Regions from separate parts of the Anser cygnoides genome. Here region 2 is linked to region 1. Evidence: chromatin contacts called from public Hi-C data. All regions are on one chromosome and are shown on one strand. Each heading gives the region's core, a stretch centred on a gene start, on an enhancer-like site or on the middle of the called end of the contact. The rest is flanking DNA. Distances are from core to core; before and after follow the strand shown.

Evidence for each region. Hi-C and Micro-C count contacts between places; a contact is called where the count stands out from the background.
Region 2: a Hi-C map of liver shows a contact between it and region 1, with 2.2 times the contacts expected there. The contact joins two enhancer-like sites. A contact is called at or near these places in 2 of 7 Hi-C or Micro-C datasets (both in liver).

What each region holds. Positions count from the first base shown.
Region 1 is chr4:71,129,773-71,136,256 of Taihu_goose_T2T_genome, reverse strand. It overlaps HPGDS (hematopoietic prostaglandin D synthase), which reads left to right. Exons shown (of 6, transcript XM_013189540.3): 3 at 512-604; 4 at 1,957-2,066; 5 at 5,331-5,429; 6 at 5,966-6,484. The coding sequence ends at 6,130. Among named protein-coding and RNA genes, the nearest start is that of HPGDS, 22 kb to the left of the region's middle. Within about 2 kb of position 3,431, at least 3 of the 3 cell types and tissues checked have open chromatin away from gene starts, as enhancers often do. A contact at or near this core is called in liver, where this site is marked.
Region 2 is chr4:71,322,854-71,329,337 of Taihu_goose_T2T_genome, reverse strand. PDLIM5 (PDZ and LIM domain 5) reads right to left here. Exons shown (of 14, transcript XM_066996378.1): 4 at 637-679. Among named protein-coding and RNA genes, the nearest start is that of PDLIM5, 69 kb to the right of the region's middle. Within about 2 kb of position 3,592, at least 2 of the 3 cell types and tissues checked have open chromatin away from gene starts, as enhancers often do. A contact at or near this core is called in liver, where this site is marked.

The DNA of each region.
Region 1 (6,484 bases), core at 2,182-4,681:
TCTCTGAATCACTGCTCTTGAATTTAAATCAACAGCAAGCAAAAAAGCAACTTTATAGTGTTGGCCCAATCTTGTATTTCATAGCTCAGCTGGATCCTGCACTACAAAATCTTCAGTAGTGCTTTGCCTAACCTTGACAGTCACTCTCCTGGGAAAGAGAAAGCAGGGAAGAAAAAGAAAAATAAGCCTCTACTGAAAAGTCTCCCTGCATAAAGAATTCAGGATATCTAGGGGCACATTCAGGCTTCGGAGCAGGAGGCTAGGAAATAGGAAGTGCAATACTTGATTTCTACACTACAGCTGCCTTCTTGCATTGTGATCTGGTTACCTCCTTAACCTTACTTTTCTTCTTTTTAGACCATGTCCATAACATTTCCCTACAGAAATACTGTGAAACTCTTAAGTGCTCTAATAACGCTTTCCCTCCAAGGCTGAGAACGGTAAAAGCGCAACTGTTACAGACTCCCACTGCTAAGGGCTGTGATTAAATTTTATTTTTCCTCTCTCCAAGCTATCCCATTTGGAAAAATCCCTATTCTGGAAGTAGACGGAGTTATCATTCACCAGAGCCTGGCGATAGCAAGATACCTTGCCAGAGAATCAGGTAACATATTTGACAAATTTTTTGCCCTGTTCTGCACCAGCCTTTCACGTTTTGGAAAAAATACATCCAATCACAGCAAAAACAGAAGCAAACAGCTTGACAAGCCCAACGAGGCAGAAGGATTTCTGCAGGACACTGGACCTGTGTGACAAAATTTAGAGCCGCTCAAATGTCACATAGAGAATAAAAAAAAACAAACAAACAGCATGGTTAAAATAACAGTCTGCAGCATAAAGTGCTATGATGTTCAGTTGAAGTCACTTGGCAGAGCTTTGTATTTGCACCATAGGCATGTACATTTAGAGGAAAACTCACAAATAATCCCCCTTTACATCTGAGTTTCCCTCTACATTAAATGCCTGGGCTTTGATCTGACTTCCCCAGTGAACCAACTTTATTCTCCTGTCTCTGCATGACAGAAAACCTGTACCTGTGACTCCTTATGGCTTTCAGGGTAGTTTTCCACGCAGCTAAACTTTGAGCTGTCGTGCTAACCAGGAAACACCAGAGTGAGGAACCTTTGAAAGCACTTGAGATTGTAACAGCCAGCAGACAGAGCACTCTGAAGCAGATTTAGGTAACTGTTCTGTGCTGGCAGAGAGATTAGATCAGATGGTGACTTCACTCATCTTTAAATACTACATGCTATGAAAGCACTCAACCGGCTAGATCAAGTGATATAAGACTCTTTAGTAATGTAAGTAATCAAAGAGAGTAGTCAGGGCTTGCTTTAGGTCGGCTAGCTGTCATTCAGACTCATCTGCAAAACTAGTCTGTTTGAAGGCAGATGTGTTGGTGGTGTGCTGAACGTCAGCAAACTGAAGACGGGCTGGGAAGTGAGTGCTATCTTTTTTTTTTTAAAGTATTCTCAGTAAAGTGACACAACCTGCCTTTCAAAATGTTTCCAAAATATCCCATGTTTTCCATCTGAGGAAACAGGGAGAAGCACCCAGCACTATTCTCCAAAACGCTAGCACGACGTATTTTCACATGTCTAGCAATACCATTGCTGCCAATTTCCTCTCTCTCTGATATGATCTACTACTTGCAAGGGAAGAGAATGACGAGCTTCCATGTGGTAATATGAGGCAGCGAAAAATGATGGGAAAGTCTTCTTTCCACCCACACCACCTCCCTGCCAGTCTCCTATCAGGATGCTGATCTGGAACCGTGCTCCTTTTTGCGCTCCTTTTACAGTCAGAAGTTCCCACTTAAACATTCCCCTGATGGCTTTTCCCATCCATCTGCAACAGAAGCATCCCTCTGGAAAATCAAGACCATGCTGCTTACGTGTCAGTGCAAAAAATAGATGATGACGCTGTAACCTCCCTTCTTATGCTTGCTTCACACAGGGCTGGCAGGTCAGACTCCCGTCGAACAGGCCCTGGCTGATGCTATTGTGGACACCATCGATGATTTCATGACGCTTTTCCCGTGGGCAGAGAAAAATCAGGAGGTGAAAGTAAGACAATCGCTAATTTAAACAAAGATACCACTTAAGCCACAAATGTGTTAAAGCCACAAACGTGTTCCTGAGCAGCTCCTCTGGAAAAACAGAGGCATGCCAACCCTTGGGTCCATCACCTCAGCTCACCCCAACAAAGCTGAGCTGGAGGACATCTGTGGTTCTTCCTCAAGAGTAACCAAGCCAAGGTCTTCTGCTCCCACCTCCTCCTCCTCCACCTGATTTTCACTCCCAGTGGAAGCAGTGATAGGTCATCATTAGCCTCCCCTCCCTGGCTCACCTTAAACTGAGGATGCCAGTTTAAGGTGAGCCAGGGAGGGGAGGCTGATGAGCACTTTGATATATATATATGTGTGTGTGTGTATACATATGTATACATATATATATATATATACACACACACATCAAAATGCTCTTCAGAAGGGCAAGACAGGACACTCCCATCCCAGCCAGCACTGTACTACCTGTATCCTGTCACAGACTAAGCTGAAATCTACTTCTGCTAACTCCGCAGGACTAACAGCTCCATCCCATCTACATTTTTTATTTCTACATCTTGATTTCTTCTTGACATTTAGCAAGTATCAGTCTTCAGTAAGTGCAGCTGCCAGGGACAAACGTTTTTCAGTTAATTACCAGAGTAGCGTAAAGCAGTGGGTGCTGCTGAAAAGGTGAGGCTCGTGCCCTCACATCCCTCGCTGTCACCACAGCCGTGCTCTTCAGACCTTCTAGGCCCCGCCACTGTCCTCTCTGGTGCTTCTGCAAATACCAATGCCAAGGGTAACACATGGCCACGGATACTTTAACACAGTCACAGGCAAGTCTTACAGCACTTGGGGTTTTTGGTATCCCTCTCTCTCGCTATACTCACTCACCAGAACTGCAAATGCAAGCCTGCAGAGTTGTTGCTCGAGCGACAGGGCGATGGATGAGTTAACTCCAGCGTTGCACTGGTTATGCACAGCTCTGACCCCAGCAGACCACCCGACCATTTTAGAAAAGTGGTGTAACAGCACACGTAACCATTAACCGCCAGTGCAGCCACCTCCCTCCAAACATTTCAGGCTGAGTGGGATATCGTATTATAGAAAGCGTTAAAGATAAAATGCTGACAAAAAAATAAATCGATGAAATTATATGACAGCGCTCTGAAATCTTGCAGAAGGAAAATGTATGCGGAAGTTTTAGTATTCAAAAATACCTATTACTTCATCGCCTAGTGACTTCTTGAGGTTTGCTAATGCAGGGAGGGAAGCTTTGACTCACGACTTTAAAGCAGCAGAGGAACAGCCACACTCCTGCTAACGGAGCAGGGCAGAAGCACGGCTGCCACAGAGCTGCTGTCCTGCTGTTCTGTCACGGGGAAGCTCTCGGCTGTGCCCCAGCTCGTCCCAAAGCATTGCTCCCACACACAGGCCCAGATCACGCCACCACCACTGAACGCAGAAGGGAGGAGAGGTCACAGGCAACCCTCGTGTGCCTGAGTGCACGTATGCTGCGAGAGTGTGTGGGGGGGGCAAAGATGATGTAAAACCTTGCTGTTCTGGGTGTTTCTGGTATTTCTGGCCCTATTAATGGTTCTCCCTTTCTCCTCCTGGGTCCGCTGCCACCACCTTGTGGTGGAAGTGAGGAGTACTGGAGACTCGTGAGCTAAAAAAATTTCAGTAACTTAAGTAACTTACACATGGCAAAGGAGAAAAGTCAGAAAATTTCCCTCTGTGACAGGAGGAACGCCTTTCTTTCTGACACAATTTGAGTGATGCGTAATCGTACCTACCCAGTAGCAAGAAAAAAGGAAAGAAAATGTAAACCAGGCAAAGCAAGTGGACATAGGTGGAAGGTGGAACAGATCACTGCCTTACTGACTACAAGATATAATACAGTGTAATAATATATTCTTACATACCCACACATATTTTTGCAGGAGGTGGTTGTACTTAAAAAAAAAAAAAAAAAAAGCTACAGCACAGCCTACAGCTATGACATTTCTGGACTGCAAACTTCTGGCTGTTACTTGCAGTAACATCACTCAGTTACTGAGCTCTAAGACAGCAGGAAGAGATGCCAAGACTTCAATCTGGTCTGCAGAAATAGTGGTTGTATTCCAGCCAGCATCTAGTCTGCTGCCTTTTCTAATTTTTATTCTTTCTTCATTAACCTGAATTTCAAAGCTGTTGAAATAACTGTTACTATACAGCAGTGCTTATTTAACCTATGTTGAGTGCATTCCTCCAAGAATAAGTCAAATATTAACTGCACAAACTGTACCACAGAGCAGACCAGATGATCACAGCAGATTGCAATCTCACTCGTTTCCACGCAGGTGGCCAGAGAAAAAGAGAAATCCTTCCTTCTCCCAGGGAAACAGTTAACTCTTTGTGAGCGGCCTCAAAACTTTCTGCTAGGGTAAACAGCAGAGAAACACCACTGCTCAGTCTTATCCTGCATCCACTAACGTGCAAATAAGGCAGGTATCCTTCAATACAGACCTTAGCCTTCAATATCACAAATTTTAAGCAACCCAAATCTCGTTGTGTGGACAAAAATGGAGAATAACCCACTAACATAAATGATCAAAGATAAATCCAGCAAAAGCTTAAAAACCCGCTTGCATGCTTCACATAAGAAGGGCTGGCAAAGACAAATAACTGGCCAAGATTTGACTGACAGCAGGAAAGACTTGGTTATGGGATTCTGGAAATTTGATAGCCTGTATAAGAAAAAAGCCCGTGAACTTCAGTCCCCAAAAAGTCCGGTTTTATAGCTCAACTCTTCACAGATCTAGTGCAGAGCTCCTGCCCTGTTACTATGTGTAGGTAAGTAGCATCACCACACGTTGCCCCGTGGGAGCACTCAGCGTCTTGCCGTTAGCATTAAGGGAGCAACGGGCTTGTCCCATGGCTCACCAAGTCAGAGCCTGGGTGTTGGGGTATCTAACACACTTCACAGGTAATTACCTCAGTTTTCCTAAGCTGTACAGTGCCCCTTTGCTCATACTCAACTGACATTACACCTGCCTCTGCTTTTATTTATCTAAATAACTGCTATGTCTGCTTTATTAATCCTTACTTGGATGTTAACACATTACTTCCTCCGAAGAGAAACGGGGAATACCTTAAAATTTGGGCCAGACCAAATGATTCCACTGTCACCTTTTCCAGTTTTCTCTGTCCATCTTTCTCACAAGAAAGCCCCAAGAATTCAATTTTGCCGGCTGCCGTGCTTACCTACTGATGTGCATGTGCTTTGTTCTTCCCTCAGCAACAAGCATTTAATGACATCCTCACCAACAAAGCACCTGAATTATTGAAAGATTTGGATACTTTCCTGGGGGATAACAAATGGCTGGTGGGGAAATCTGTAAGTATTATTTTTATTTCTCCCTTTCCAACCAGACTGCCAGTAAAATGCAATTGTCGGCTATTGCTGAATTTCTGGATTTTAAGCCATCCCATGGTATCTTGTAAAAAAAATATGTATTTTTTCTTACTGATACACAATTGGTTGCTTAATTGCAAAGTGAATTTTGCTCATACCTTTAGAAAAGGCAAACCAGGACAGATTTGCATTTGCCAAACCAGTTTCCATGTTGACACAAAACTTTTTAAATGCCTTTGTACTAGTTAACAGAGATGTGAGTTTAGAATTCTGCTTAGAGTCACTGCTCAATTTAGTATATAAAAATAAGAAAAAAAATCAAGTCCTTTCTAAAAATACTAATTTGTATTTGTTAAGCTTTGTATCTAATTACTAGCTCTGTAGTCATAAACTTAAAGAAAAAAAGCTCAAAACAGATCAATTCATGCTTCATTTTTGTAGTTTGCAGAGACTATTAGTAGTCCCAGCTTTTGAGATTACTGATTAAAACTAACTGCATTCTCCCCCCTTTCCACCAGGTAACATGGGCCGATTTCTATTGGGATGTATGCAGTACAACACTTCTGTCCTGCAAACCTGACCTGGCAGACAAGTACCCCAGGCTTTTGGCTCTCAGGGACAGAGTGCAAGCACTTCCTGCTATTGCAGCCTGGATCCAGAAGAGACCAAAGACAATAATGTAGATCAGTTGTCCAGTAGAAAAACAAATTCATGTTTTGATTAAAACACTGCAAGCATCTTAAGTTATTAATTTAAGAATCATTTGAATTAATTTCATATGGGTATGCAATTCCAAATCAGAATCTATCACTTCTATTTTTGAGAGAATGCATCTAAAAAGCTGACTGAGCAGAGCCTGAGGTAGAGGTATAGCTCCAGCCACCTTTCCCTCACTGCTAATAAAGCGTTTCATCAATCCAATTAATGTTCTGGGGGTTCTCAAAGGGAGGAGAAATGAATTTTATCAGACAGATGTAATCTCAACAATATGTTTAGTGTGGTTTTTTTTTTTTGTTTGTTTGTTTTTTGACTTTCAG
Region 2 (6,484 bases), core at 2,343-4,842, 190 kb before region 1:
CCACTTAAGAGGATTTTCCAGTATATGCTTGATGAGAGGGATGGCCAGCCATTTGTAACCATTTTCAGGTTTGTAAATAGACTACTTATCAAAAGGGTTTTTTTGAAACTGTTGCTTGAGGACATAACATTAAAAGAAGTCAAGAACAAATAAATCCACAGTGAGGTGAAAAAAAGTGAGGTGAATTGTTCTCTGAAACTCTGTATTTAGATAAGCTTCTTTCAAATACAAAGGGGGATTTCAGTGCCTATTAAAAAAAAAAAAAAAAAGGAAGAAAAAGAAACAGTGACTATGAAAAAAAAACTTACTACAGTTTTTCTCTTAAGGATATAGAAAAACTTCAGCTTTATCTTTCTAAAAAAAAGTCCCAAAAGTTGGAAGATAACATTTATTCACTTTTTTTTTTTTTTTTTTCCTTTTTGATGATCATTTGCCAGGTCTCTTGATTCTTTTTGGAGTGAGTGAAAAAAAATATCACTCAGATCCAAAAGTTGCAGTAGTCTTAATGTAACACATGGAAATCAAGCACGTTATATTGAAAGGAAAGTTTGAATGCTAGTGCTTATCAACAACAGGGTTTGACAGATGGGTAACAGTGCCACATGCTACACTTCTCAGTTGTGATGATGAACTTACCTTTGGTACATGAATAAGATCAGGTTTTGGTACAGAAGCAACTCTGAAAGAGAAAAACACACATAATTGTAAAAACAAATGCTTTAATATTTAAGTATTTCTCTTTTCCAACTCACTATAAATTATAGTATATAATTTATTATTATATATATAATTTATATATAAAACATATGAATTATATATAAATTATATCATTTGTTTCCTCTAAGGGAAACAAGAAGTATTCAAGTTCAACCTACTCCATCATAGTTAATATAGGGCAAAAGCAAAAACAAACTAGATGAATTTATCCAGATACAACATTAGGAACTCTAGCATTTGTCAACCAAGTACTAATTCATTTAGAAATTCATAATACCGTATCACCAGTCAGGAGACATAGTCAAAATTTGCTTATTGCTTTCCTCCCTTTCATAAGAAAATACATCACATAACTCAAAAGTTCTGGTCAGATAAATTGCATTTTAAAGTGCATAACCCTTATCCAGGCTTAAAACTGAAAGCTTCCTTTTAGAAGCTTTTAGAAGCTTTAGAACCTTTAGAACCTTTTAGAACAATAAAAATCCTTCTGAACAACTTAGCAAATTAAATAACACAGGAACTTTTGGTACATTCTCTGGTCTTCAAAGGTAAACTTAATATCACTTGAACTCCACAGTAGATAGCAAAAAAATTTCTTCCAAACAATGAGTACATTGAAACTACCACTGGGTGGTGGGAAGTAAAGGAAGTATCATAATGGAAAGGGTGAAGAAGATAAAGAATTAACAGATTCATTATACCTAAACTGAACTCGCAATATGTGATAGGTAAAAACATCTTACTTGATTTATTGTCTTTTCAGATTTGCACACATGTATGTGCAAAAACACACACCCTGAATTTTTTTTTTTAAAAGCAATAGAACAACAAGAAATCCAACCCACTGACATTTTGTCTGACAACACTGCTGCTGATACTTAGTCTTTTCTTGCTGTTCTGGTAGAAAAGTGCCTTCCTGCCACATTTCAAAACATTTCTGGCCATATTTGGTAGCTGCTCAGAAAAGCTGGCACCTTTAATGGTCCAAGCAACATTAATCATATCCTGCCTGAAATCGTGCAAACTTGATTTCCTAAGAATCTTCTAAAAAGGGGTTTGCTGAACTGAAGCTGAGTTATCATATCTAAAAGAAAGTTTGCCAATGAGGCAAAAAAGTTTGTTTGGAGAACAGGCAACAGAAGCTACATTTTAATTAAACACATCTACCGTATAAACCAGCCTTAATACTCTAGCAGTGAAAACATGGACAGCTAGATTTGAAGTAGGCACGCTGTCCCATATAAGTGACGTCTTCTCAACTTTTAACAAATATCTTTTTTCTTTGTTAATAGCTGTTTAAAACGTTTACTTCATTTATTTCTTCCCTGAAAGCCATTTGGCTCACGAGGCCCATCTGATACCAACAACAGCCTTCCTGTTGTTCAGGTCCAGCAACTAGCTTATAAAAAAGGGAGATGAATATAAGCCCACATGCTACGTTATTAAAACAAAAACAAAACAAAAAAAAAAACAAAAACAAAAAAAATGGAAAAAAGCAGAGAATAACGAAATAAACATAAACCAATAACTACAGTTCACAAGAATATCATTTTCTGCCCTTTGCCTTCATCATTTGTGCATCGCCGATGACACGCATCATGTCCACATCAACAATAATTCTCAGATAGAGTGTTTCCCTGCTCTGAGGAAGAGGTCTGTTCTCCGGTTTCCCACAGAGTTTGCAGCCTATGAGAATACTGACCTCTGGCCCTCCAAAGCACCGGGGTGCATCGTTAATCATTCCTAATTGTGGAGTTGTCAATTTGCAGCGACAAAAGCAACAAGAAGAAAAAAAAATGCCAACACATATGGAAGCTCTTCTTTCTTTTTTAAAGACTAGAGTAGAAGGGAAAGTGTATCTTCTATATTTTAGGCATGCGTTTTATAATAAAGTAACTTGCAATGTTTTTTATATTTATTAAACTGATCTAACAGTTAGAAGTAGAAAGATATTCACTATTCAAATCAACTCCCAAATATCATGGCTAAGAAAAAAAAAATAAGTTTGCCAATACTTGACGCTGAAGTTTCAGTCTACAAGAGAAATGCACTTAATTAGTTTTAAAAAATAATTAAATTTAAGTTTGCAATGTATGAGATGGCTCTGCGCTCACCTATACAGCACTTAACAAAAAATATTTCAAACACTATTTCCAGATGATCTGAAGAGATTCTTCAAAATTAGTCTTTAAAAATGCCATTAAAAAAAGGGGGTGGAGGGGGGGAAGGGGGGGACTTGATAACTACAGTGTTTCCAATGTTCTTTTAACATTGGAGCCAGACAGCATAACATTGCTTTATTTCCCCCAAACATACTTGAAACAAGGACATAAATTTGCGTGTCCCAGACATACTTCAAACAGTTTAGCTTGGCCTTGTTGACTTCAGACCATAATCAGACTAAAATCTGTGATTTATCCAGCATTGCATAAAGAAAATGCTCACCCAGCAAACTGAGCCACCAGGATCTGAATGTGAAAAATGCACGGTGGTTAAACAAGACAGTACAAGAGGAAAAGCACAGTGCAAGTTGAAGAGCAAAACATGTCCAAGTCCAACACATACATTTAAGAAAATACTTGCTATAGTGTTTACATCCCGACTATTGCCCTTGGAATTGGGAAGGATATTACAAAATCTGTAGAGCAAGAAGTAATTTAACTACAGAATTTTACACTTTTTTTTTTTTTTTTAAGCTGTTAGCATGTAGTTTCCCACCTAGCAATTAGACGTGAGGATTTTGTGCTACTTTGGTTAAGCAGGGTGATGCAGAGTGATACGTGATGACAGAGGCTTTCAGAAGGAGATGACGTTCTTGCCCTGTTACTACTCATTAGAAAAGCAGGACAACTTGAAGCAGGGTATTTTCTGAATGATTTAAAGCTGGCAGTTCAGTATATAAGTTTGTGTAATATTTTTGGTAACATACAAACAAAACAAAGACATAAAAGCTCAGTATAAATGCTTATTATAAACAGTGCACACAAAAGACCTTGGCTAATGGTTGCTGGAGCGAGTTCCAGGCTTCAATCTCCTTACACATTATTACAGACAGTGAAAATACAGGCAACAGCGGTCAGTTACTGACAGCCAGGATACTGAAAATGAAAGTGCACAATGTTTGTGCACACTTTGCCATCACAGATGTTTGTTCTTTCAAAAAAAAAAAAAAAGAAAAGGATATATTTAGTCTGTGTAAACAGCTTATTTCGAACAGACAAACATGATCAAATTTGTTCTCCAAACATCCCACAAGCTGTTCCTCTCTGATGAATACTTTTGTGACATTTAATGCAATTCAAAACATTCCAACTTCCAGCACAGCCTTATTAGGGAAATGAATTAGTCTGCTGCTGCTATAAGCAGCGTGCCCCGCAAAAACTGTTCATTCTTTAAATTCTCCGTTTATTCATTCCCGCCTTCCAAGTATTTCACCCACCAAAAAGACACAAACAACATAACTGAATCCTTCCATAATCACTAATATCTGGAAACCCCCAGCTCAAGCTATGAGTCCAATTTGGTACGTCATCTCTACAAATCGAACACCAACAAAAACACTGTAATCTCACTGATTAGCGTTAATTAATAGCGAGAATTAAATTCAAGGCAGAGCAGGATTCTTCAGAGGTCCAAGCCCCTGGCTGATAAATCCATAAAAGCTTTATCAAACCTAAAACCCAGAAGAAGAGTTTCAGATTTGTCTCTCCTGAACTCCATTAAGGTTCCACCATCACCAGTCTCCTTAGTAAAGGCACTACATGGTAAACCACCAGGAGGTATCTGCACTCATCAACCCCTTTATAAACAAGGGGAACACAGAATACCTGCAATAAAATAGGTATTGTGTTTGTTGTTTGTTTTGTTTTTTGTATCTCTGTAACTTAAAGAATTGCTCAAACTCTAGTCTGAGATACAAGAGAAGCTGCAAAACCTTCATTCATAAAATGAAGTCAAGGCTGGAAGACTTTCTACAAAATTGTATTTGTTGGTCTGAACTAAAAATTTCTAATAGGAGGAAAGAAGAAAGGAAGGATTATTTTTTTCCCGTCTCATTTTGACAACTAACTCCTTCTTCAGGGTATAGTTTCTGGCAGCAGACATTACATCCCTGAAAAGCCAATGGTCAGATCTTCTTGCTGAAAACCTCATCTTTTAACAGTTTTACCACTGTAGCCTGCAGTTATGTTTTTTTGGTCGTTGTTGTTTTTGGTTTTGAATCATTTTATTTCTAGACAGCAACCAGCTGACAGGGCAGAAAGCTAAATGCATTTGCTTTTCATAAGTTAGCCAACCCTCATGAAAACAAAAAAATGACAAGCAGAAAATGTTTAACATTATATATAACAAGCTATGACTTTTAATAGAAGCTATCTGAACAAAAACAAAGGCAGATGTAATTTAAAGCACAGAAAAAAGAACAATCCAAACATTTTTTTTCCCTAGTCCAAAGCCCTTTCCCCATTGCAGACATAATTCAGTTCTTACTAATTCTGTATCACAAGAATGGAAGAGAAGAAACATTCTTAAGCTTGCTTCTTGTTGCAGCTTATACATTATCGAAAACGTTGGCCTTACGTTAAAAACATGAGTCATCTGCCAGGTAGTATACCTTGCAACTACACTCCCCACAGCTTTGTAGAAATGCACCTGCTGCCCTGGGTGACATGAATCGGCTACATCGGTGCTTCAGAGATCTTGCTATGACAAGCACCTGCAGCCCAGAAACTGCAACCCCATGTACATCCCCACACAGAGAAAAGAAGAGGTAGCCAAATTATCGTTAAAGCACTGAAAGTTGAGAACTGGGAAGCATTGCAGTCATTGCAAAAATGAGATGATTTTGTTTACCCTCCTTACAAAAAAAAAAAAAAAAAGTGCAATGTTTTTCAAATCTGTACTTTGGTCATGGTGCTTGGTAGCATACCAACAGGCTGCTTTGATGACTGTCAATCACATTATTTGATGGCTGTCAATCACATTTTCTCTCCTAAGCCATTATCTGTTCTATTTTAGCACATTAGTCTTCATTTTGTTGTACATGTCAAATAATGACAAATGTGGAAGGAGGAAGACTGAATGCTCATTTGCTTTTTTAAAAGATAGTGGTATTTCAGATGCCAGGTACATCAAGGAGTCTTAGTGCTAACATCTTATTCTGCAAGCTAATTCGTGTATTAAAAATGCATATTTCTCCTCTTGCCCTACAAAAACAGACTGCAAAGCTCTGTCAATTCAAATATTAAAATATAAACGCCAGTGTGAGACACAATTGTCTCAGCTTTAAGAAACAAAATGTTGAAGAGAGTTTATGTTGATGCTCAGTTTAAATCTGAAATGGCAGAAAAGGAGCTGTTTAGTTAGGTGGGCAATTTTTAAACAACTTGGATCTTAAAACCCAATTTTAAATGAGTTGTCATTTAGACTTTCAGGTTTCACACTTTTTGTTGAGGTGTATTTAATGGAGTATGTTGAGAATACTGGTATTTATTTCTTCATAGAACAGAATGTCAAGATAATATTTGTCATCTCTGAAACAGTACTTTGTTATGTTTAGCCTAGGAATATTAGTTTATGAATCATCCAACACATATTTCATTTTCATCAAGTTTAAGGCTGAAAATTAATATATTGTAAGCATCAGCATTTTGCATTTGGTATATGCTATATATGTTCACACCCCCAGACCATGCACTCCTCAGCACTTCGGATTAAGATGAAGCATAAAGCCAGGTAAAAGAAAGAAAAATTATGTCCTTGCTTTGCT